Regions from separate parts of the Pan troglodytes genome. Here region 1 is linked to region 2. A link is a contact called in public HiChIP or PLAC-seq data. All regions are on one chromosome and are shown on one strand. The core of a region is the stretch at or near the end of the contact, and the rest is flanking DNA. Distances in the headings are between cores, read along the strand shown.

The links. HiChIP or PLAC-seq counts read pairs in DNA pulled down with a chosen protein or histone mark.
Region 1: an H3K4me3 HiChIP or PLAC-seq map of stem cell-derived excitatory neurons shows a contact between it and region 2, with 2.2 times the contacts expected there. The contact joins the promoter of LSM6 here to the promoter of MMAA in region 2. A contact is called at or near these places in 1 of 7 Hi-C or Micro-C datasets (stem cell-derived neural progenitor cells) and 1 of 1 datasets of contacts at active chromatin or transcription factors (stem cell-derived excitatory neurons).

The regions. Positions count from the first base shown.
Region 1 is chr3:147,960,340-147,964,512 of NHGRI_mPanTro3-v2.0_pri, reverse strand. It overlaps LSM6 (LSM6 homolog, U6 small nuclear RNA and mRNA degradation associated), which reads right to left and starts at 1,428. Exons shown (of 4, transcript XM_003310475.4): 1 at 1,304-1,428.
Region 2 is chr3:147,408,269-147,412,467 of NHGRI_mPanTro3-v2.0_pri, reverse strand. MMAA (metabolism of cobalamin associated A) reads right to left here and starts at 2,385. Exons shown (of 7, transcript XM_526697.9): 1 at 1,987-2,385.

The DNA of each region.
Region 1 (4,173 bases), core at 179-2,678, 550 kb before region 2:
TGCCAGATGACCACTTAAGTCTCTTCCTGCCCTAACATTCAGGTAGTCTAACGCATTAACGCCAGTGACACACACACACACACACACCACAAACACAAGCCTCTCAAGATTTCTGCACAATATTCAAGCAAGTAAAATTGCCAAACATCTCTAAAACTTTTTTGGAAAACACTGCAGCAATGTGTATGAAGGCCTAAAACAGACCTTTCAGATGACAGCATCTGATCTGATAATTTCACTTCTGAGAATCTAGTCCAAGGAAAGAATCTAAAAAATAGAGGGAAAAGAGTTTATCAAAGCACTATCTGGGATGCTAAGATGATGTAAAAATTCAAAAGCAATCTAATGTCCCACAATCGGGAAATGACTGAATAATTTACGGGACCGACACTGGGACCCACAATGATGGGACAATCAAAAGAAGATACAAAATTAGAATAATATTTAGGAAGAGTTTTTAAATGGAAGTGGGAAACTATACTGTTAAGTGATTAAACATGTACACTCTTAGTTCAAGTAGAAGCTAGCACATACAAGAGAAAATGATCGTAGGTGAAAGGGTTCAGTGAATATTGTTTTCTTCACTAAAGTCTTCTATGTTTGCAATTTTCTATAATAGTCACGTATTACTAAGAGCAGTGGGGCAGGGTAATCCGCATCATCTTAATCCTACACACCTGAAAAATGCCTGCTATGCAGGTGTGCGGACACGCATACGCACAGAAAACCTCGGGCGATAGGACTTAAGACCATACAATCGGGTTCCTCGACCTGACAACTCGGTAAGACAGGCGAGTCCAGCCTTTAATTCCTGTGGTCAGGCGCAGCCACCCCGATGTAGGGGAGGGTTCGCAATTCCCTGAAGCCCTCCTGGAAGACAGGCGAAGCCTAGGCCTGGGTTCGGGATCCGCTTTCCCGCCGAATCTTGGGATAAGCGTCGGGGCTCCCTGGGGAACTTCAACAACCTGAATTGGTCTCGGACGCCAACTCGGTAGGAGCCGGGACGGTGCCGCTCCTCTCCGCGCAGTCTAGGCGCCTCGCTGAGGGCGGTCCCGGCGCCCACCATCAGACCTCTCCCAGCCATTCCATGCGCGGAGAGCTTGGACGCGGCATTTCGCGGGGACCCGCCACCCAGCGGTCCCTTCCCGGAGCCCCAGCCCGTTCACCGCAGGCCCTTTCCGGGGCTGCCTCGCCCGGCCTAGGGCCGCTGCAGCCGCCGCTCCACAGCGCGACTGAACACTGGGGCACCGAACCTGGGGCTGCGCCCGGCCCCGTCGTCGGCCCGCGCAGCGGTGCGGCTCACCTCGCCGGCGGGAACCAGAACCCTCACTCCAAGCGCCCCACGAGCCCGGCCGCCGCGGATGATCCCAGCCAAAACCGAAAGCGCCGAGGCAGGGGCACTTTTCTGCCTCAGCCAATCAGTGCTCTTCTCTGCTACGGCAGCCCGCTGAGGCCGAAAAAGCCTGTCAGCACCAAAGCGCGCAAATCCAAGAATCCTGGTTTGTCTAGTAGCAAAATTGGTGCAGTGGAGTTCCTCTAACAGAAATCTGAGTACAAAACAAATACAATACAAAACAAAAACAAAATTCCAGGAAACTAGAAGTGATCTTTTGGGCAGGATTTATTTACAGAAGTGTAAAAAATAACTTGAAGTCATAGGAAACTGGAATTTACTGTTTAAGTAACGGCATTGTGTACCCAGAAACGTCCTTGAATAGTTTAAAGCAAATAAATAAATAAATGAAACACCTCAAGTCTTTAAATCTACCTCTGGATATTGATTAAATGTGTGAAGACTTAAGCCATTTTAGCAAGAGACTGTTTCCATGGCAATGTTAATTGATACAAAAATAATCAAAATCACTCAAGTAACTCCAAATTATAATGACATTAATTGTGTTACATTACTAGTTCCTATTGGAAATGGTGTGCAGACTTATTTCAGTGCTAGTATGGGAACTTGGTTTGGAATTTTGCATGAATTCTCAATACTCTTTCTATTAATGGAATTGAAGGGGAAAAAGAAGAGAACTGTTACACCAGGACTTGATTCCTTTTTCCCCCTCCACATATACTCTCATCAGTTGAAAACTTATACTTTAATTATATTTATGATTTGTAACACTATACACAGAGTGATAAGATCTTTCAACACAGATCCTTAACCCCATTAGGTGTTATAAAATCTAAGATGCAAAATTTTTTTCGAAGATAAAGAGTTCCTCCCTTGTAAACTTCTTTTGGTTAAAGGCAGAAGAAATGAACTTTTGATTGATATTAGGGACAGAAAACAACTGGATATGATTTGTTAAAGAATAGAGACTTCCTTATATCCTTCTATAAAAGCTCAGTTTGGATAAAAACCGAACAGTTACTGATTTATTGTGAGGGCTGTATTTGAAGTTCTTGCAATATAAAATACAATGTAAATAAAAATTTTAAGAAAAGTACCATTTAAATCAAATAATTACATGCAAAGAACAAACATAATAGGATAAAAAGCCCTGTTCCTAAAAACTTTCTTTGCAAACGACATCAAATTGCACATTCCTTACTGATTGTTTAAATTATTAAAAAAAAAAAAGAAAATTTTTGATTCAAACTTCTTTCCCTTTCCTACAGAGCCCTAATCGAGCCGTTAACACTAGTGTGGTGGGTAGGGAGCCATGAGGAGTTTTAAGGGCCTAGTTCATCTGCCGAGCAGCTGCAACCTTCTCTAAGGCGAGTAGCTGGGTAAGGGCCCAGTTTGACACACGGGGTGGGCATCTTGAATTAATTCATGAGCTAACAAGCTTATAAAAAGTGTGGCTGTTCCCAAAAGCCCCTCAGCAGCTTATAAATGACTTTTACTAACTCACAAGGCAATTTTCCGTATTTCCCAGGTTTTTGCTTTCAGCATCTTTTATGATGCAAAGAAAACACTGCAAGACCTTTGGTGAATACTAGTCTTCAAAACCCTGAATGTAAACATTAATTTATTAAGGAGCCTTAAAGTCATAAAAATATTTTGGCAAGCTTTAGTTTAACTTATGTAGTTTAGTTTCATTTAGTTGTTAGGACTGATGAACCTACACTGACACATCATTATCATCCAAAGGCCAAAGTTTACATTAGGGTTCACTCTTGGTGTTGCACATTCTATAGGTTTTGACGAATGCATAATGAAATGTACCCACAATTACAGTATCATACAGAATAGTTTCACTGCCCTAAAAATTCTCTGTGCTCCACCTATTTATCCCTTCCTCCCCACTGGCAACCGCTGATCTTTTTTCTGTCTCCAAAGTTTTGCCTTTTTCCACAATATCATACATTTGGAATCATACCGTACACAGTTAGTGGTGCATACACTGCACCACCCCACTGTGTAGCCTGTTCAGACTGGCTTCTTTCACTTAGAAATATGCATTTAAGACCCCTCTGCGCCTTTTCATGGCTTGACAACTCATTTCTTTTAAGTTCTGAATAATATTCCATTATTTGGATGTACCACAATTTATTTATCCATTTACCTACAGAAGGACATCTTGGTTGCTTCCAAGTTTGGGAAGTTATGAATAAAGCTGCTATAAATATGTGTATGCAGGTTTTTGTGTAGAAATAAGTTTTCAGCTTATTTGGGCAAATATCAAGGAGTATGACTGCTAGATCATATAGCAAGGGTATGTTTAGTTTTGTAAGAAACTGCCAAACTGTCTTACAATGTGGCTGTACCATTTTGCATTCCCACTAGGTGTGAATGAGAGTTTCCATTGTTCCACATCCTCACGGGCATTTGGTGCTTCCAGTCCTTTGGATTTTGACTAGTCTAATAGCTGCTTAGTGACTATCTCATAGTTGTTTAAAGTTGTAATTCCCTAGTGACATATGATATGGAGGATCTTTCTATATACTTATTTGCCATATGTATATCTTTGGTTGTTCAGGTCTTTGGCCCAATTTTGAATCAGTTTGTTCTTTCTTTTTGTTGAGTTTTAAGAGCGCTTTGTATATTTTGAATAATAGTTCTTTATCAGATATGTGTTTTACAAATATTTTCTCCCAGTTTATGGCTTGTCTTTTCATTCTCTTGAAGCTATTATGCTTAAAATAGACAAATGCAGATATATAAATGCTAAGAGAACTCTTGCCACTTCATTGTTTGTCCCTTCTACAGTTCTATAGTACATATGC
Region 2 (4,199 bases), core at 1,136-3,635:
GTAAGATTCAGATTTCCCAATTCCTACTTTTAGGCTTAAATGTGCTTGAGAAGTCTCTATTTTTCTAAATTCCATCATCATTAAATGTTTTGATTCCCACTGCTACCACCCTATTTCAAATCTAGACTTGAACTAGGAAGCTCTGAGACCAACTATGGAACCTGGGTAATTTCTCATATTCTCAAAGTTCCTTCACTTACAAAATGAAAACATTAAGATCTACGTATCAGGATCATGGTGAGTATAAATGAGTATGCATGAGAGAGCCTGGCACAGGGCCTGGCATCAAGCAGGTGCTAATCACCTCTAAGAAACTTTCCTCTTTTCTCTCTCCCTCCTCAGTCCTCCTTTCAGACTTCACAGCAAGACTCATTCTGAAAGGTGAATGTGATCTCCTTAGCCTCCTACTCAAATTCCTCCAAAAGTTCACCGTACCCTAGGACAGTGGTTCTCAAAGTGTAGTCCCCAGGCCAGCAGCACCTCTTGCGCTTGCCTTTCCAAAATTCCTCTAAGGAGAGTTTACTATCTTCCAAACCTGCCACTCTCCCAACCCCAAGATTTAACTCATCTTTTACATCCTTCCCCATCTATGATATCTCTCCTATACTACCCAGCTTAAAATCTTTCCTGACCATCCCAGTCTCTAGGACTTTTTCTGATCTCTAATTCCAATTATTTCTGAATACAAAGAGTCTTCATCTTACAATCGGGTCTGTGTCTGGATAAACCCACTGTAAAGTCAAAAAATCTTTAACTGAACCATTGTGTAAGTGTAGGACTGTACTAAGGTGAAAATCTGCAGAGGTCACAAACTAGTTGCACCTGGCCCACCCACAGAAGGTGTGTGTTAACTAAATTGGTTGCAAGTAACATTAAAAATCAAGAAAAAATACGTAAAAATACAGATCTTTGGCCTGTGTTGGAGAAAATCGGACCTGCGTTTGAGAGACCCCCATTCCCACATGGCAACAATCAGCTAAATGGTAAATGTTTCGAGCATTCACCAGCTCTTTCCATTCTAAATAAAGGTTTTCTTTTGACATCTTCAAATATCTCAAATGGTGATTTACATTTCTTATGGATATGTAAATTTTCATGCTAGTTTTGTCTCTCCTAATAGAATACAGCCCTTAAAAAACCTGTCCTTGTCTTTGACTTTTTAAAAACCTCTTGTTACCCTGAACACAAACCGGTATTTAGTGCAAAATTATTGTAAAAGAATATTCTGAACATTGTAGACAACAGCAAAATGCTGAATAATCCACACAGTTTTTCTGGAAACTTTTGGCTTTCTACCAAGTTGGAAAAGTTTTATTAGTTTATGTTTTCTAAACATATGGATTAGGGTACAACTCTTAAGACAGATAATACAAAATTTTTATATTATTTTGGTTTAGGTCGTCTTTCATTTTCTAATGAGAAATACATATGAAGACAGCATGCCCTCTGCTGAAAGAGATTTAGGCCCTGCCCGGCACGCCATGTGACGGAACCTAGATACTGTTTGTAACTTTTAGTTTGAATCCAACTTTTATATCCTGGATTTTATTTCCCGGAAAAGAGTTTCAATTTCACTCTTTGGTAGGAGTCATAGTGGCTTTCTCTGACGCGGCCTCAGGTTAACCATTTACCGGGTTTGGCAGCGACAAGGGAAGAGCCACCTTAACAAAGCTGCCTTGCTGTGGCTCAGAGATAACCTGAGAAACCTAACCAAGATGAGAATTTTAAAACACTGTTTACGTACAGGGCCTTTTTTTGTTAAACCTTCCATTTGAACCCATTTGCCGACTCCTGCCTGTCCACACATATCCGCACCCCTAACATCAATATTAGGAGAATATTCGATAATACTCTCCTTTTCCTTCCCCCACCCCAAATCCTCCAGGGGGCGCCCCGGAGGACCGCGCTGGCCCCCCGGCGGGAGGGCGGCCGTAGGCGGGAGCCCAGTCCCGACTCCTGGACGCCGCGCGCACTCCCCATACTCACCCGCCCGAAGCCACGGAAGTGCCACCTGACCCCGCCCCTTCCGCCGGATCCTCCCACGCAGGCGCAGCGCCGACTGCAGGCGCGTGGGGCCCGGGGATCGCCTGGGGCCGGGTGGCGGTGCGGGGCATGGCCAGGGTCCCCGTGGACGTGGCCGCGCAGTTCCGGCGTGTGGCGGAGAGCGAGTGAGCGTGAAGGTCTCCCGGCCTGCAGCAGGCTGCGGAAGCTCTGCGCCGGGAAGTTCTCTGGCGGGGGAGGGGAGGGCGGTTTACGTCCTTTGGGGTAGGTTTTGCCCTTTTTAAGATCCACATGAAATCTTTCGCCTCCGAAGTTCGAGGGTAACTTTCGTTCCCTCCTGGCCTTCGCGACACCCTCGAGTCGGACGGAGGCCGAGTCGTGCCCTCACCCCCAGCAGCCTGCGGCGGCCGGGACCCCCGGAGGCCCTTCTTCCGCTCCTTGGAAACTTAAAATGTGGGGTGAGGGAGAGACGCGTTACGTTTGACAGACCGGTGAAATTAAAGACACTCAAGCTTCTCAGAGTGATTTGAAGAAATGCTCAGCGTTCTGCCGAAATATAGTTTTAAGTTTTTAAACCACGGCATGGTTTTTAAAGGCTGAAGGACCCACAGTTTTTTTCTCTTAAAGGGCACCCATTCATTTTGATTAATATTTCTTAACATGCAGCCAAAGCCAGGACTCGGGCTCACTGCTGCAGGGGTGTCCTCGGGAAGTCCCGAGGGGGGAAAGGCGCACAAGCCTGAAATGGAGATGAAAATAAACAGGCATAATATTTGCTACCTCACTGCGTGGGCGGAGTAGTAACTAATTCTTAAAAAACGTCTTAGATAACGTGTAAGTAGTAAAGCCGTTGTATGCTAATCTAGAATTTTTGAGAAAAAATCACCCAAATGTTTGCTATAATGTGATAAAGATAGCATCCATCGGCAGTAGCCAGGATGAAATGACGAGTAGATATGGTTATAAATGGGGCCCATGCAGTATAATTAGTATATGAAACCAAGATGTCAGTCCTCACACAGAATTTGTGTAATGATATGCATTTGGGAGGCTTCAGGCCTTTTCAGCTATTTGATACAGGTTGATTCTTACTGAATACAGAATAATAAAAAATGAATTACTGGTCTCACCATTTTCATTATTACTATTTGGACCAAAAGACTACCACTTTTACTCCAAAGATTGTAGACTCAATAGCCAATGACAGAAAATTAAGCACAAGTCTAAATGAAGCCGAGGATCTAGTAGAAAGAACATAGAATCAGACCTTTCAAATCTCAGCCTATTGAACACAAACAGAATGACAGTTCTTGAGACGGTTTACTTCCTTTCTTTAAACTTGGCGTTGCTCATCTGAACAATTGTTTCGGAAAGGGTTACGTTTGATGAAAGCTCAGTTTGTGCTACCTTAGAAGTGAAGAAGTTTGTTAATTTTAAAATTGAGTTAATCCTTACCTGCTTTTCGTTCTACAAACTCAAACACTTTCATGCATGTCACTTTTTTATTCAGAAGTTTTCTAAACAGTACAGCTTAGGGAACACATTTCCATGGAACATTAGTGTTTTGCAAAATGTTAATAGATGCTTCATGGGAAAAAAATTGCTAGCATCACCAATACTGGCGAAAATATGAACCTGTCATTATGAGACTATGGGAAATACACCTTTGTAGAGCTCTTGCCAAAAATGTTTAACCTGAATCTGATTGTGAGGAAACACTCAGATAAATTCTGAATGTGATTTGTTCGGACTTTTCAATAAGGTTAATAAGGAAGACAATAAAAAAAGGCAGGAGGACTGATCTACATTAAAGACAGCTGTCAACTAGATAGCCTTAAGGATTTAAAAAATTTGAACCTGGGCTGGGCGCAGTGGTTCACGTCTGTAATCCCAGCACTTTGGGAGGCCGAGGCGGATGGCTCACCAGGTCAAGAGATCGAAACCATCCTGGCCAACATGGTGAAACCCTATGTCTACTAAAAATACAAAAATGAGCTGGGTGTGGTGGCACGTGCCTGTAGTCCTAGCTACTCCGGAGGCTGAGGCAGGAGAATCGCTTGAACCCGGGAGGCGGAGGTTGCAGTGAGCCGAGATTGCGCGACTGCACTCCAGCCTGGCGACAGAGACTCCAGTCTCAAAAAAACAAAACAACAACAACAACAAAAAAAAAGTTGGTAGTTTCAGGTGAATAGTATATA